Regions from separate parts of the Mus musculus genome. Here regions 2, 3, 4 and 5 are each linked to region 1. The links are chromatin contacts, called in public Hi-C and promoter capture Hi-C maps. All regions are on one chromosome and are shown on one strand. The core of a region is the stretch at or near the end of the contact, and the rest is flanking DNA. Distances in the headings are between cores, read along the strand shown.

Evidence for each region. Promoter capture Hi-C pulls out the DNA fragments that hold promoters and counts their contacts. A called contact is a pair of places that touch in the nucleus more often than the background predicts.
Region 2: a Hi-C map of B cells shows a contact between it and region 1, with 8 read pairs. A contact is called at or near these places in 7 of 39 promoter capture datasets (cranial neural crest, embryonic stem cells, hippocampal neurons and 4 more), 2 of 484 Hi-C or Micro-C datasets (B cells and embryonic stem cells), 4 of 130 datasets of targeted methods (acute myeloid leukemia, astrocytes, embryonic stem cells and 1 more) and 1 of 9 other capture datasets (embryonic stem cells).
Region 3: a contact with region 1 is called in a promoter capture Hi-C map of pre-B cells, with 4 times the contacts expected there. A contact is called at or near these places in 2 of 39 promoter capture datasets (erythroid cells and pre-B cells) and 2 of 130 datasets of targeted methods (large pre-B cells and pancreatic cancer cells).
Region 4: a promoter capture Hi-C map of pre-B cells shows a contact between it and region 1. A contact is called at or near these places in 5 of 39 promoter capture datasets (the 3T3-L1 cell line, cranial neural crest, hippocampal neurons and 1 more), 6 of 484 Hi-C or Micro-C datasets (B cells, CD4 T cells, embryonic stem cells and 1 more), 4 of 130 datasets of targeted methods (astrocytes, forebrain, large pre-B cells and 1 more) and 3 of 9 other capture datasets (adipose tissue, embryonic stem cells and liver).
Region 5: a promoter capture Hi-C map of pre-B cells shows a contact between it and region 1, with 3 times the contacts expected there. A contact is called at or near these places in 1 of 39 promoter capture datasets (pre-B cells) and 1 of 130 datasets of targeted methods (pancreatic cancer cells).

The regions. Positions count from the first base shown.
Region 1 is chr19:40,512,346-40,515,045 of GRCm38.p6, forward strand. It overlaps Sorbs1 (sorbin and SH3 domain containing 1), which reads right to left and starts at 1,391. Exons shown (of 29, transcript NM_178362.1): 1 at 1,026-1,391.
Region 2 is chr19:38,929,678-38,932,377 of GRCm38.p6, forward strand. It overlaps Hells (helicase, lymphoid specific), which reads left to right and starts at 1,313. Exons shown (of 22, transcript NM_008234.3): 1 at 1,313-1,398; 2 at 1,714-1,835. The coding sequence starts at 1,731.
Region 3 is chr19:42,169,190-42,171,889 of GRCm38.p6, forward strand. Zfyve27 (zinc finger, FYVE domain containing 27) reads left to right here and starts at 1,378. Exons shown (of 13, transcript NM_177319.3): 1 at 1,378-1,596; 2 at 2,357-2,554. The coding sequence starts at 2,358.
Region 4 is chr19:38,817,919-38,820,618 of GRCm38.p6, forward strand. It overlaps Noc3l (NOC3 like DNA replication regulator), which reads right to left and starts at 1,319. Exons shown (of 21, transcript NM_021315.2): 1 at 1,175-1,319; 2 at 20-227. The coding sequence starts at 1,183.
Region 5 is chr19:42,146,110-42,148,809 of GRCm38.p6, forward strand. It overlaps Marveld1 (MARVEL (membrane-associating) domain containing 1), which reads left to right and starts at 1,280. Exons shown (of 2, transcript NM_183195.2): 1 at 1,280-2,700. The coding sequence starts at 1,540. The coding sequence ends at 2,061.

The DNA.
Region 1 (2,700 bases), core at 141-2,640:
CAGCCAAAACACACACTTAAATGTAAAGAGAGGTATTTTAAAAAATCAAAAAAAGCATGTGGTCAGACAAGCTGTCCCTGGCCTTCTCCAAGGAAGAAAAAGGACACACCAGTGTTGGGGACTGGAAGATGGGCGGGGGGGGGGGGGGGGGATCAGTCAGCGGCCTAACATGCCTGGCAGGTTCTATGGTGTCTCTAGATGAACATCCCGCCTACTGACTGAAATCAATTTTAGCAATTTCAGTAGGTCGGCCGTGTGACAACAGGGGCAACCCAGAGCTCAGCGATTCAAACAAAAATCCAAAGGCTCGTCCAGAACATGCTGGGAAAACCCTCGGACAGGATGGAATGAGCCGGCTCAGAGGGATCTTCTGCTTCTATGTAGCAATGCATAATAAATTCTGTCCGCCCGGAAAAAGCACTGATGAATTTCAAAGGCATAGTATGACACGCAGAGGTTCCAGGATACAGAAATCGACAGCACGTCGCCCTTCAAAGAAGCATAATGACTTTAAAGCCTCCTTTCCCTCCTATCTCGAATGTCACCACCGCTTATCAGGGAAAAGACCGTGGAAACCCCGGGAGGGACAGCCTGGGAAATAAGAGAAAGGAGTAGCTTTAGGTCCCTTTGGTGATGGGCTGCCCTGCAAGATGCTGTCATCCAGTCATCCAGGGAAGCATGAAGGGGCCTGGGCGGTGAGCGGAAGCACCGTATACCCAGACACACACCCACCAACACGCTCGGATGCAGGCTGGTCTGGGCCAGCAGCGTAGTGCTTGCCCCCCTCCCGCCGCCCTCGGCTTAGGTGATGGAGTGGAAGGGTGTGCTGATGAATGAATACACCTGAGATGCCTCCATCCTGACACTTGCGCCCTTCTTCCTTTGGCCACTGCAGAAAAGACCCTCAGTAGTTTCACTTTCCAGCGCAAACCCACCAGGGCTCTCCCGTCTCCATCCACCCACACTGCAGCCAGGCTGAAGCGGGCGGACATTCCCTCCTAAGCAGAGGCCATGATCGCACTTACCTTCACCTACCAAAAACGAAAAGGCATAAAGAAACCTGGAATCCCCAAACCTCCCCGCGTCCTAGCAACTTTTCTTGAAGGGACGGGGAGAGGGGACACAGAGCAGCCGGGAGACACGGCTCGGCGAAGGTCCCCCGCGGCCACCCGGGGATGCTCTGGGAGAAGGGGGGCCCCCAGGTCCTTCCAACAGCTGGCCCTTTAAAAGCACCTCCTCCGCGCGCTGAACAAAGGCACCGCTCCGGGGGCCCGCTGCGCCCGCCCGGGAGCTGCCGCCGGAGAGCGCAGCCGCCGCCCGCTTACCTCGCGGGTCCCCGGCAAGGGCTTGCGCGCGTCCAGCCCGGCTCGCGCTCCACGCTACAGTCAGCCCCGCTCTGTTTTTCTGCTACTCCGAGCTGACTTCACCGACACTGGGGCCGGCCAATGGGCGGCGGCGACCAGCCCCTCATTAGCATGGCCTGGAACCGTCCACTCCGGCAGCGCCCAGGGGGCGGGGCCTGGCCGGCCGTGACAGGAAGGGGCGTGTGCGCCAATGGGGAGGCGAGGAAGAGCCCGCCGCCAAGCCTGCGTCCCTGTGAGCGGGGCGCGCGCCCGCGGGTTCCCGCGGATGTCGCGCGCGCACCCGCTAACCCTTTCTACCCTGGGCTGCCCGCGAGTGACTCCAGACGCTGGCCCTGTGGTCTCTATAAGGGTTTGCCCACAGAGAGCTTGAAAAGAACAGTAAGCGTAAAATAACAGTGTGTCCTAGCTATAAACAAATTACTTAACCCTGTGCCCTTTTGCTGATCTGTAAAATGGCACCATAATTCCTCTTGATAAAATGTAGTGAATAAAAGCTTGCCAATGGCACTGTCAGTCTGATTATATTCTACCAGACAGTTGCCTAATGCTCCCTATTTTCTCATTTGATTTTCCCAGCCTTGTGAAAAAGACGTTGTTACTAGTTTCTCGTTTTAGTCTTTATTTATTTATTTATTTATTTATTTATTTATTTATTTATTTATTTTTGGACAGGCGGCTCACGTATTCTAGCGCGGCCTCAAACTCACCGTGCAGCCAAAGATGATCCTTAATCCCACCTTCTGGGATTAGAGGCTGCCCCACATACTCACACCCCAGGCCAACCTCCTGACTCAGCCTCTAGAGCGGATTATTGGCTGCACCACTCTGCAAATTGGGGAGAAAAGAGTTTATTTGGCTTACACTTCCACAACACTGCTCCCCATTGAAGGAAGTCAGGACAGGAACTCAAACAGGGCAGGAGTCAGGAAGCTGATACAGAGGGATACCGCATACTGGCTTGCTCTCCATGGCTTGCTTAGTCTGTTTTCATATAGAATCCAAGACCATGAGCTCAGGATGGCCCATCCACAATGGGTTGGAACCTCCCCCATCAGTCACTAATTTTAAAAATGCCCTACAGGCTTGCCTACAGCCCCATCTTACGGAGGCATTTTCTTAATTGTGGTTCCCTCCCCTCAGATGACCTTAGCCTGTGTCAAGTTGACTTACAACTTTCCAACACAACAGAATAGTCACCTGAGCACAATTAATTCTTTTCTGCTATCTTGGGCAAGAATCTTCAGCCCAACTGTGTTCCTAGTTAGCAGGCTGTGTGGTGGGGTAAGAATAGGACCTAGTGACTGCACAGGCAAGGGGAACCCTGTCTGTAAAGGTT
Region 2 (2,700 bases), core at 63-2,562, 1.6 Mb before region 1:
AGCAGATGTCTGTTCTGTGAGAACCAAATGAATTTGCACTGTGCTCCAACTCTTGTTCTGGACAAATCAACCTGCTCTTCCTAAAGACCTAGAAGGGAAGCCGACCATCAAGGCATGGTTGCATACATTGGCACGTGGGAGGCAGAGGCAGGTGGGGCTCTATGAGTTCAAGGGTGGCATAATCTACATAGCAAGTTCTAGACCAGGGGGGGAGGAGCGCAGCATAGTGAGACCCTGTCGCAAATAAAATCTTATTTTTTAAAATAGAGGATCCCCCCGAAGGTGGTTATGGTAAAGCCATGTCTTTTTCTCTTAAATTTTTCTTTACATTTTTATTTAGTGTGCATATTTAGAGGTGTGTGGGTAGGCTTACAAATGCGACTTGGTACTCATAGAGATTAACGGACAATTTGCAGGACTTTTCTTCTCCGTGCGTAAAGCATTGCAGAAAAGGAATTGAAACCTAAGCAAAACGGCCACGAGAAAAACCCTTCAGCACCCACTCTTATTAGCGGTCTATTTGTTTTCTGAAAAAAAAAAAATTTTTTTTTTTTTTTAAAGATTCATGTACTCCAGGGCTCCAGGGTGTCTGTAAACCAAGGATCACTGACCTTCCAAAAGTCCTAATCCTGTGCCTGGACCTCCACTGCGCGAGATGACAAGGGAGCCTTTCCCTGTGGGCAGGCATTACACCAACTCCGCTACACCTACAGACCTTGTTCTCTCCTCCGTTCCTCTCAGTCAGTTTATCACTCGCTATTTTATCCTAAATACTTTTTCCCCCCTGAACTAGCTATAATCTTAATTTCTCATCTTTCTTCTTACTCACAAACCACTCCTCAGAGTTATTTGGAAAGGAAGTTTACGAAAAACCGCGAACTACAACTGGTCAGGGTCCAGCGAGCTTGGCCGTTTTTGACACCCTAACATCGACCTTCACCTACCGAAAGGACAGGTATTGGGGGCGTTCAAACAATCCAGTGTGTGAAGAGGTCTTGCACCCGCCGAACAACTCGGGACCATCATTAAATAAGAAAGGGGCGATCGGGGCCACTACGGTCTGCGGCGCCTCTGTGACCACGGGCGACATTCAAGGCTGGAGCTAGCTACACCCCCTTTGCCTGGGTCCAGGTAAAGGCTTAACGCATCCCTCCTGGGGAGAGGCGGAAAGCAAAGCCAAGCGCGTCCAAATCTCGTGAGCCGAGGTCTGCAGCGGGCGGGGAGCCCGAAGTCTCGCGAGACCACCGGGTTTTCCCGCGAAAGAGAAGCGCGCGAATTTCTTGCGCCGCGGGGCGAGCGAGCCGGCGGGGTGTGAGGATTTAGCTCGCGGCGTTTGAGGCGACTGGGTCCCCGGCCGGTGTCCAGCCGTGCCTGCGGAGCCGCCCGCGAGCAGCAGCGGTGAGCCGGCGGCGTGAAGGCTGCACCCCGGGGAGGGAGCTCGCCGGGGTCCGGGCTGAGGAGGGGAAAAGGCGTGAGGAGCCGCCGGCGGCGACCTGGTCTGCTTGGTGGCACGGAAGCGTTCCCCCACGTCTCCCTTACAGGTCTCCTCACGAGCTGGGTCCCGGCCGACCGGCTTTGCCACCCAGACGCTGTCCGTGGCTTTGGCCGGCGATGCAGACGGCCAGGGAGGGGGAAGGCCGTGGCTTCCCGAAGTTGGAACTCGGGGGTTGTAACTTGAATCCCGTTCTGAAAGCCCCCGCCGTGCTCCCTTAGGGTCCTTGGCTCCAGAGATGGCCGAACAAACGGAGCCTGCGGTGATTACTCCAGCCATGCTGGAGGAGGAGGAACAGCTCGAGGCTGCGGGACTTGAGAAAGAGCGGAAGATGTTAGAAGAGGTAATGTAAAGTCCACGGCCGGCGGTTCTCCCCGGCTCCCCACCCCCACCCCCGGCCTGCCTCCCCGCCTGCCTCCCCCACTTGCTTCTCCTTGAACTTCCAAGCAGCCCTGGCCACTTGGCTTCTCCGTACTTGTAAAGTGGAAATCTTGGCGTGGGCTTTGAATGATAGATAGGTTTCTGAAGTGTGGTCTGGGCGGGGTAGGTTGCAACTTATCTTTGAGTGGACGTTTCAGATTGCTTTTTTGACTACTAAGATTCAGTCAAGAGTCACTGGTAAGTGTTTGCTTGCTTTTGCCATCTTTATTGGCTTTTAAAATATGTTCTCTCACTGTATGCCTAATGGCCAACATTATTAATCTTTAATGCCCCGAGTCATAATGTATGTATTAGTAGACAGAGGTGGTAGACGTTGACATTAATCAACGGTTGGGCTGTAAGCCGGGTCTACTGATAATTCCCTTCCCCTCTATTTTTCTGTTGGGTTTGTTTTTGAGACAGTATTATGCTGGCCTTCATATCCTAGGGTCCCCCTGCCTAGCTTCCCAGTGCTGGCTGGGATTACTGGAGTGTGCATATCATTCCCTTCTCCTAAGGATTTCTTAGCAATTTATTACTGTTTGCTGCCTAAGTAATCAATTTGTTTTAGTTTTCTACAAGTAAGGTTCTTTAGCTAAAATTGAGGTGTATGTTTTCATGGTAAGTTACAGTATTTGTACATTTCTTTAAAAAACAGAATCTTTTAAAACGTAGTGAAAGCAGCTTTTAACATTTGGCAAGTTTAGTTCTTGATTAGTACTATGAAGTGCCACCACCCTGCTGCTTAGTTGTTGCATATGCAAGAAAAGGTGATATAATCATGGGAA
Region 3 (2,700 bases), core at 128-2,627, 1.7 Mb after region 1:
TTCAGAGCCTGTGGGACAGTGACCAGCCTGAAGGAAGTGAGGAGAGCCCAGATTCCCAGTGCAGCTGAGTCCTGGCTGAGGAGAGCAGGCGTGCCTGTCTCTCTGAAAAAGAGATGCTGGACGAGATGTCAGTGAAGCTTTGGGGTAGCTCAGAGGAGGGGTTATTGTCGGCTGAACAGCTAGGGAAGGCTGCTCACAGCTGACTCCTGCTATGATGGCTTGCTTGGGTTTGGATGGAAGCAAGAATCGGGGCAGGCAGGTGTGACAAGCAATCTGAGGACTTGGCAAGAGTCCAGGGCCCTTGCAGGTAACAAAGAGGGTTCAGCTGGCTGAGACTGAGGCACCTGAGAGAGAACAGCAGGACAGATGAAGCCAGTGGATGCAGCCTCGTGTGGGTGGTGGTATGGCTGGGGTTGCTGGCATCCAGTGATGTATTTGGCTCAAATCCCAGCTCCGAGCAGTTTATGTGCTGTGACATTAAAGAAGTTACTTACCATGACTACAACTCCTCATCTGTGAAATGGTGATAACCCCGATAGGGTTATTGAAGGAGGAACAGATAAGATAATGTGCACAAAAAGCTTAGTGTACTGCCTGCCTGCTGGTTAAATGGAAACCCATGGGAGGTGTGTTTTAAGGGACAACAGCTGGGTCACAAGATGTGAAGAGGATAGAGCTAGGAACGGCCTGCACAGGACCTTGAACACAGCAGCTACGGACCACCGTTCCGTCTCTGCTAATGTTGTAACCCTCGAAATTACTGATACTACTAGAGAAACTTCAGTGTCGTGTACAGTTTGTCTCTGCGTTCTCACGGCAAGCACTATAGCAGACAGCTGGTTTCTGTGCTGCTGTGTCTTCCTGCAGCAAGCCAGGGGCTCTCTCACCGTTAAAATGGCACTACCCATAGGCACCTGACATACAAGATGTGTTTTCTGTCTTCCCTAGGTTCTCAGAGCTTCTATCCACATTTTCTTTCTTTTTTTTTATCCTTCTCCATCCCTGCCCCCACACGCCCCACTTTTTTTTTTTTTTTTTTTTTTTTTTTTGAGCCAGAAGCTCCCATAGCCAAGACTGGCCTTGAACTTGCAATACTCCAGCCTCAGAAACCAAAAGGCTGTGGTTACAAGTGTGTCACCACGCTAGACTCTCTAACTGTCCTTGCTGTAATGTTCCGGAGCTAGGCTGGCTCCCAGGTCCTAGGACTCCCGGGCATTAAACGAGTCATCTCTTGGGTGGCAGGAACAGAGTTAACCAGAAATTAGCCAAGGAGGGAAGAGTGCGCAGGCGCAGTATCAACGCGCTTGCTCACCTGCGCTTGGGTGGGAGGAGCTAAGCCCGGAGGCCGGACCCAAGGCGGGACGGGCGCGGTGACGTCACGGGCGCGCCACCGCAGAGTGAGTCGCGTCCCGGAAGCGACGGCGGTGGAGGGGCAGACGGTTCCCGGGTGGACCTGCGACTTCGGAGCGTCGGTGGGAGGTGGCGTGGCGTGGCGTGGGGTGGGGCGGGCCTGGCCTGAGGGACCGCTCCGGGGCTTGGTGGCCCTTCTGTCCCCCTGGCCGTTCCTGTCTCTTCCTTTCCTGGGACAGCGTCCGGGTAGGTGACGACCGTGACGCCCCAGCCTCACTGTATTTATTTACGGAGCCTGGCCCTCCGGCCCTCCCACCGCGTGTGGGTCGCCACCTGCAGGCACAGCGACCTTAGGCGTGTCCTGCCCTGCGCGGCCTCAGACAGGCTGGTGGTCTGGGCCTCTGTCGGCACTGACCTGCTAAGCCTGTCTCGCGCTTGCTTGGGTTCCCTTTCTCCCTAGCTCGTCCTGTCGAGAGTTTGGGGTCCAGTCGACCCCTTTCCAAGTGATGAATGGGAGCCAGGGTTAAGAGCGTGATAAGAGTGTTGTTAGGAGAAATTCATGAACCTCTGGGAGCCCTGGTAAGGGTCTCCCAGTGTACACTGGCGCGTTCATAAAGACTTCCCAGGACAAGATGGTCCCCCTTACCCTGACACCTGAAGGAGGAGCTAAAGATAGGAGAAAGATGTCACAGGACATCTTTTCTCTTGGCATTACCTACTGCCTTCTTTCAACAACCTGGTTATTAATGGTTTATATGCTCTTGAAAGGTCTGTGAGGGAAAGGAGCGTTGGAGGGGCTCATGAAGAGTGATAGGCTTTATAGCGAAGACATCCCCTTCACCCTGCTACTTCCTACTTCAGTAGGAATAAAATTTCTTGCAGTGTGAGATGGGTATTCGCGTTCACCTCTCACAGTTAACCTTAGGAACCACACGAACTGTAATGCAAGGGGGAAATGTGTTGTAGTCTGGAAGTGCATCGTGAGTGTAGGGATTTACGATTACAGAATGCAGACTTCGGATCGGGACCTGAGTGGGCCGGAGGCGAGCCCCAGCGGGATGCCTGAGGTTCTCTCTGAGTGTCCACCTGCCCCTACCAAGTCAGCAGCGTTTGATCTCTTCAACCTGGTCCTGTCCTACAAGAGGCTGGAGATCTACCTGGAACCCCTGAAGGATGCAGGGGACGGTGTTCGATACTTGCTAAGGTACAGACTTTAGGGTTCCTTTGTTCTTCCTCTGGGCTCTCCTGTCTCCCTGGTCTTTAGCAGTTCTGGCCAGCTAGGCAGTAGTTGGGCTATCCTTTCTGCTCTAGCGATGACTAGTTCTGGGGAGACTTGTGTGACCTTTAGGT
Region 4 (2,700 bases), core at 69-2,568, 1.7 Mb before region 1:
AAGTGAACACTTTCGTTACCTGGCCGTTTGCTCTTTGGGTCCTCCAGCGGAATGGGTTTTTTAGACACAGCATCTTTTACAGCTTGCCTTAGTTTCCTCTGCTCTTTTCGGTACTTCTTGATGGTACTTTGTTGTTTAAATTGCTTATTTTTCAATTTGTTTTCAAGTTTCACTTTACTAGTTTTTATCAACTTGCGAAAGCTTGGGACCTGCTTTTTATTTCTTCTCTAGAAAACAACAACAGAAGAGACACTACAACTAAGAAATTCTGATTATTTTTAAAATCAGGTGAAGGAAAACTCTTTATAGATTAAATAAAGCAAATTTCAAAACTGTCTCACAACCACGGGTCCTGTGTAAGAACTAAAAACCAATGCACGGCAGTAAGCAATCCTACAGAATGGCACTAGAGCATCAGTTGCTCCACACGGGATTTCCCTGTGATCTGAATCTAGTCTCTCACGTGTGCAATCTGAAAGCAAAACATTATGAATCTCTTCTCTGTGGCAAACGGTCATTCAAGGCTAGTCTAACACTGGTACGGCAACACATTCAGAGCAAAATAATGGATGCCTTTAGCAACTGACATTCATTTGTCGGTTTATTATTTACAAAGCACTCACACTTCCCAACACCCTAAATAATAATAATCCTCACGTCATTCATAAAGAAGCGAAGGTTACAGAAGTTATTCCAGCGCTCTCGCTGGTAAGTGCTTTGTAATCCAAATCCCAAGGCTACTTCTAAATTCCCTCTCCATCTGGGAAAAATCACCAGCCTTCCTATCACCTTACACTTTAAGGAGGAAACAGGCTCTCTTCGGGTTCAGTGTCTCACAAAACAGGTTCAAGGAACTTTAGACTTGCTTCTCGTGTGTATAAGATTCGAGAGACAGTTTGGAAAACCCTTCAGTCTGACACCATTCGGTGGCAGGGCCCGGTGCTGGCCTCGCATCTGCAGCCTGAGGTCGTGCTTGGGCGTAGTGGGCGAGGAAGCAAAAGCCCCAGTAATGACCCAAAGTGGATGGAGCATAGATCGGCTAGGGAGCACCAAGTTAGGCCACCGCCCCCTATACCAGACTCAAAACCTAAGGGAAAGATAAGCCAGGCAGAGGGAGACCCTGTCAACCCAAGCAGCCACAACTCCCGGGGGCCGGGGTTCGGACAGCACTTACCGCCTTCATCCTTAGGCCTGCGAGGAGTACCACAGACAAGATCACTCGGACAGAGGAACACGCAGGAGCCGGGTGGAAAAGACACACGTGCACTGAGCGCAACCTTTCCCAAACCGGAAGACGCTTTCAGCCTCTCCCCCTTTCTGCCGCCGGAAACGGGAGGCGGGACTTCCTCTTCGGGCGGCGGTGCGTGCGCCCCCTGGTGGCTCTGGTCCCGGGCTCAGTCTCTCACGGACTGACCCTTGTGAGAATCGCTGAGGCTGAAGAGTGGGCGAGTGGGCGTCCCAGCTGAAGGACTCAAGCAGGTTCCCGCCCGGATTCCTTTTCAGTCCTGGAGAAGACAAAAGACGAGGGCTTGGCGGTTTTGATCGCCGGCGTCTTGTGGCTCCGCCTGTTGCGGGTACTTCGTCTTCTGGATCTTCTAGAGGGCAACCGCAGCTTCTTTATTGGAAGCCATCCCTCCACAGGCACTGGGGCTTTGAACCGAATGATGAAAGATCTCTCACCACCTTCCACCAACCGAAAGTCCACACTTAAGTTTAGGCGTGGTGGAGCACGTCTTTAATCCCAGCACTGGGAGGTAGAGGCAGGTGGATCACTGTGAGTTCGAGGCCCGGTCTACAGAGCCTAGTCTACCCAGTGTAGTCCCTGTCTAGAGAAAAAGTCTATGGTTTTACTGTGGAATCGTTTTTTCTTTGGGTTTAACCATTATATGATAAAGTACTATATTGGTGAGACTTGCAGAATTAGGATTCTGTTACCTTTTTGGTAAAGATACTATCTGACTGAATCGTTAACTCTTCCAGGAAGATTTAAGCATCGCAAGAATGTGTATTTTAAGTACTTGTCTCCCAAAGACCTTTTCCTAAATTAAAAAACAGAATAAAACACTGGGCAGGAGAAGTGGTTCAGTGTTTAAGAGTGCTTGCTGCTCCTCCAGAAAGTCCCGGATTCTATTCCCAGCACATCCATCTCTGAGGACCTCTTCTGACCTCCTCAGGCAGGCACTCACCCACACATATATACAAACAAAATAATAAATTATAAAAAACAATAAAAATAAAAAGTTAATCACAAAGATGAACTTGAGGCTATTAAAGGTTTTTTAAAAAAAAAAAGAAAGAAAGAAAGAAAGAAAGGAAGAAAGAAAAAGAAAAAGAGACGCCGTTGTTATTTGACTGACCCTCAACTCAATATGCTCCTGTCTCAGTTTCCCAAGTACTAATTATAGAGTCACCATGCCCAGGGTTAAGTATATCGTTCTTGAGCACAGCCCTGACATTGTTGGCCTCACAGTTCTGAGCTGGTGAGATAAGCCAGAAGAAACCCAGGGGCCACTGAGATCATGAACAGTGGTAATCTTACAAAGACTAGTCCTTTCTGCTTTTCACCTCAGAGAAAAATGCCTTCTATCTGGCATCGTCTTTCCACCTCCCTTCTAACTTTCTCCCTGTTCTCTCTCCTTCCACACCCTGTCTTGGAAACAGCAGAGCCTGTCTCACTGTTAGATTACTTCATCACACTAA
Region 5 (2,700 bases), core at 30-2,529, 1.6 Mb after region 1:
TACTGAGGGGCTCCTACATGCCAGGCTCAGGCAAAGATGGATAAGCCAGAATAGACCAGTTTTTGATGTAGTAGACTCAGAACTAGGGATGATTCAAATGGAGGCCCAGACAAACAAATAATTGTCAATGTGGGGAGCTCAACCTTAAACCAGTAAGTGCTTAAACTGGGTATGTCTGCTGGTGAGGGAGTGTCTGGAAAATAAAGAGCATTCTGAGTTCATGTGGGAAACTTGCAGTTCATAAGTGACAGAGTTTGGACATGAGTTGGGGAAGGAAGTGGAAAAAACCCAAGAAACTGGAAGTTGGTTGGGGACAGATTATGTAATGTGCCACATTGACAGGACACAGCTCCATACTGGGTTGGGAACAGCCAGGTCAGTTGTGTAACATTGCTGAAGCACAAAGGTTGGCTCTTTGGTGGGGTGGAGAGCAGAGAAGCCATCTCTGGCTTCCTGGTCTGAAACCCTTCAGTCTTCAGGAAAAATGAAAACAACTATTGCTCTCCTGTCTTGGGTCGCGGGAAGCTTACATAGAGAGGGCCCTGTAATGTCAATGAACCTTGGCATCGTTGGGATCCTTGCCATCTAGGTCAATAGTTAAGCATACGGGACATGCCATCTCTGAGACCTAGGCCTGTCCTGACCATGTTAGGTGACATGTTTTTAATCTAAGCAAGACGCAAAGATGGCCAGGAAGGAATGGTCGAAGTGTTTGGCGTTGCTATGCTCTGTGCGCTGTGGGTAAGGCAGCTGGGCCTCCAGTGAGTGATAGTTTTCTTACACTGACCAAGAGACCTTCATGGCAAGACAGTCTGAGACCAGCTTTGGACAGGCGAGTTTGTGGTGGGCAAGTGAAGGGTACTGAGGATGTCCCAGTGAGAACAACTGTCAGTTCAGACCTCCTGCTTACTCAGGCTTGATGGGACGCCTCGATGGGAGAGAATTATGTCTCCAGTCTCCTGTGACTGGAGAGAATCAAGAGGGTCCAGCCACAGGCTGGGCAGAGGCTGTTGTAGCTTTCTTCTCGAAGACCTAAGATCGGCCAGGCCTGCGAGGCAGGAAGGGCTGGGGTGGCTCCAGATGTGGCAAACTTGGCCCAGCAGCCTGGGCAAAAGGCCTGTCATGGGCCAGGGGGGTGCGGGCATTCAGCCCTGGCTGCAGAAGGAAGGAATGGGAGCGGAGGAGAAAGGGGGGGTAGCCAGGGTGGAGGGCGCGACGGCAGGAAGCTGGGAGGCGCGAGGAGGGGTGGAGACCAACGAAGGGGACGGCCAAAGAGCGAGTAGGAGGGCTGGAGAGAGGGAGAAAAAGGAGAGAAGGGAGGAAGGGTGCCGATGAGAAGCAGCGCTGAGGACTTGAAGTAGAGGGAGGAGGGCAGGCCTCGGAGCAGCGGGAGCAGCGGGAGCAGCGGGAGCAGCGGGAGCAGCGGGAGCAGCGGGAGCAGCGGGAGCAGCGGGCCCGGGCTCGGGCCGCCCCCGCGAGCAAGGCGCCGCCATTCCGCTGCTCGGGGCGCCGCCGCCGCCGCCGCCGCGTCCGGGGGCCATGCTCCCGCCGCCCCCGCGCCAGCCGCCGCCCCAGGCGCGCACGGCCCGCGGCTCCCTGCGCCTGCAGCGGGCTTTCCTGCGCGGCCCGCTGGGCGTGCTGCGGCTGCTGCAGCTGCTGGCCGGAGCCGCCTTCTGGATCACCATTGCCACCAGCAAGTACCAGGGCCCGGTGCACTTCGCGCTCTTCGTGTCCGTGCTCTTCTGGCTGCTCACCCTGGGGCTCTACTTCATCACGCTGTTGGGCAAGCAGGAGCTGGTGCCCGTGCTGGGCTCGCGCTGGCTCGTGGTCAACGTGGCGCACGACCTGCTGGCGGCTGCTCTCTACGGGGCGGCGACGGGCATCATGATCGACCAGACGCAGCGCCACAGCTACTGCAACCTCAAGAACTACCGGCTGCCCTGCGCCTACCATGCCTTCCTGGCGGCCTCTGTCTGCGGCGGCCTCTGCCTCGGCCTCTACCTACTCTCGGCACTCTACGGCTGCTGCCGTCGCTACCAGGGCAAGGAGGAGGTGGTGTGAGGCCACCCGCTCCACCGCGGCCCAGATCGGTTTAGGGAATCCCTCCCGAACCCTTCCTGCCGCCGCCTAGTGCCGGTGTGCCCCTGCACCCTCTCCCTGCCTGCGTTTCCACTGCCCGCGCCCTGGATCCCCGACGTTCAGTTCTAGTCTGACTGCTGTACCGCAGCTCAGCCCAGATATCAGCTTCCAGGGACCCACGCAGCCATCCGAGGCGCCGACGCACACACCCAGTTGGGCCGCTTCAGGCGAAGCCTGGAAGTCCCTTTCCTCATTCCCTGTCGAGAGCTAGACGTGGACAGGCGCCGCCGCGTAGATCCGGGGGAGGCTCCCAAATTGGAACCAGTCTTTGGACTGCGCCATTGCCCCCTCCCTCCTGCCCTGCAGTCGGAAGAGCATCCCTTCCCTGCCCCCTCTTCCAGCCTAGGGAGGTGTAGAATGCAGTCAGGCAGCTGCAAGAGGAGCTGGGGACAGGCTTTAGCTAGTGCTAGGATGGATGATGGATGACGTCTTTAGTTGTAGTTTGGCTCTCTCCCTGCGCAGCCCTACGTCTACGAAGTCTTTGGGTGGAGTCAGCTACAGAAGTGGTGGATAGCAAAGGCCTGCTGGCTATACCTTACTTAACGACGCAAGTCTTCTCTC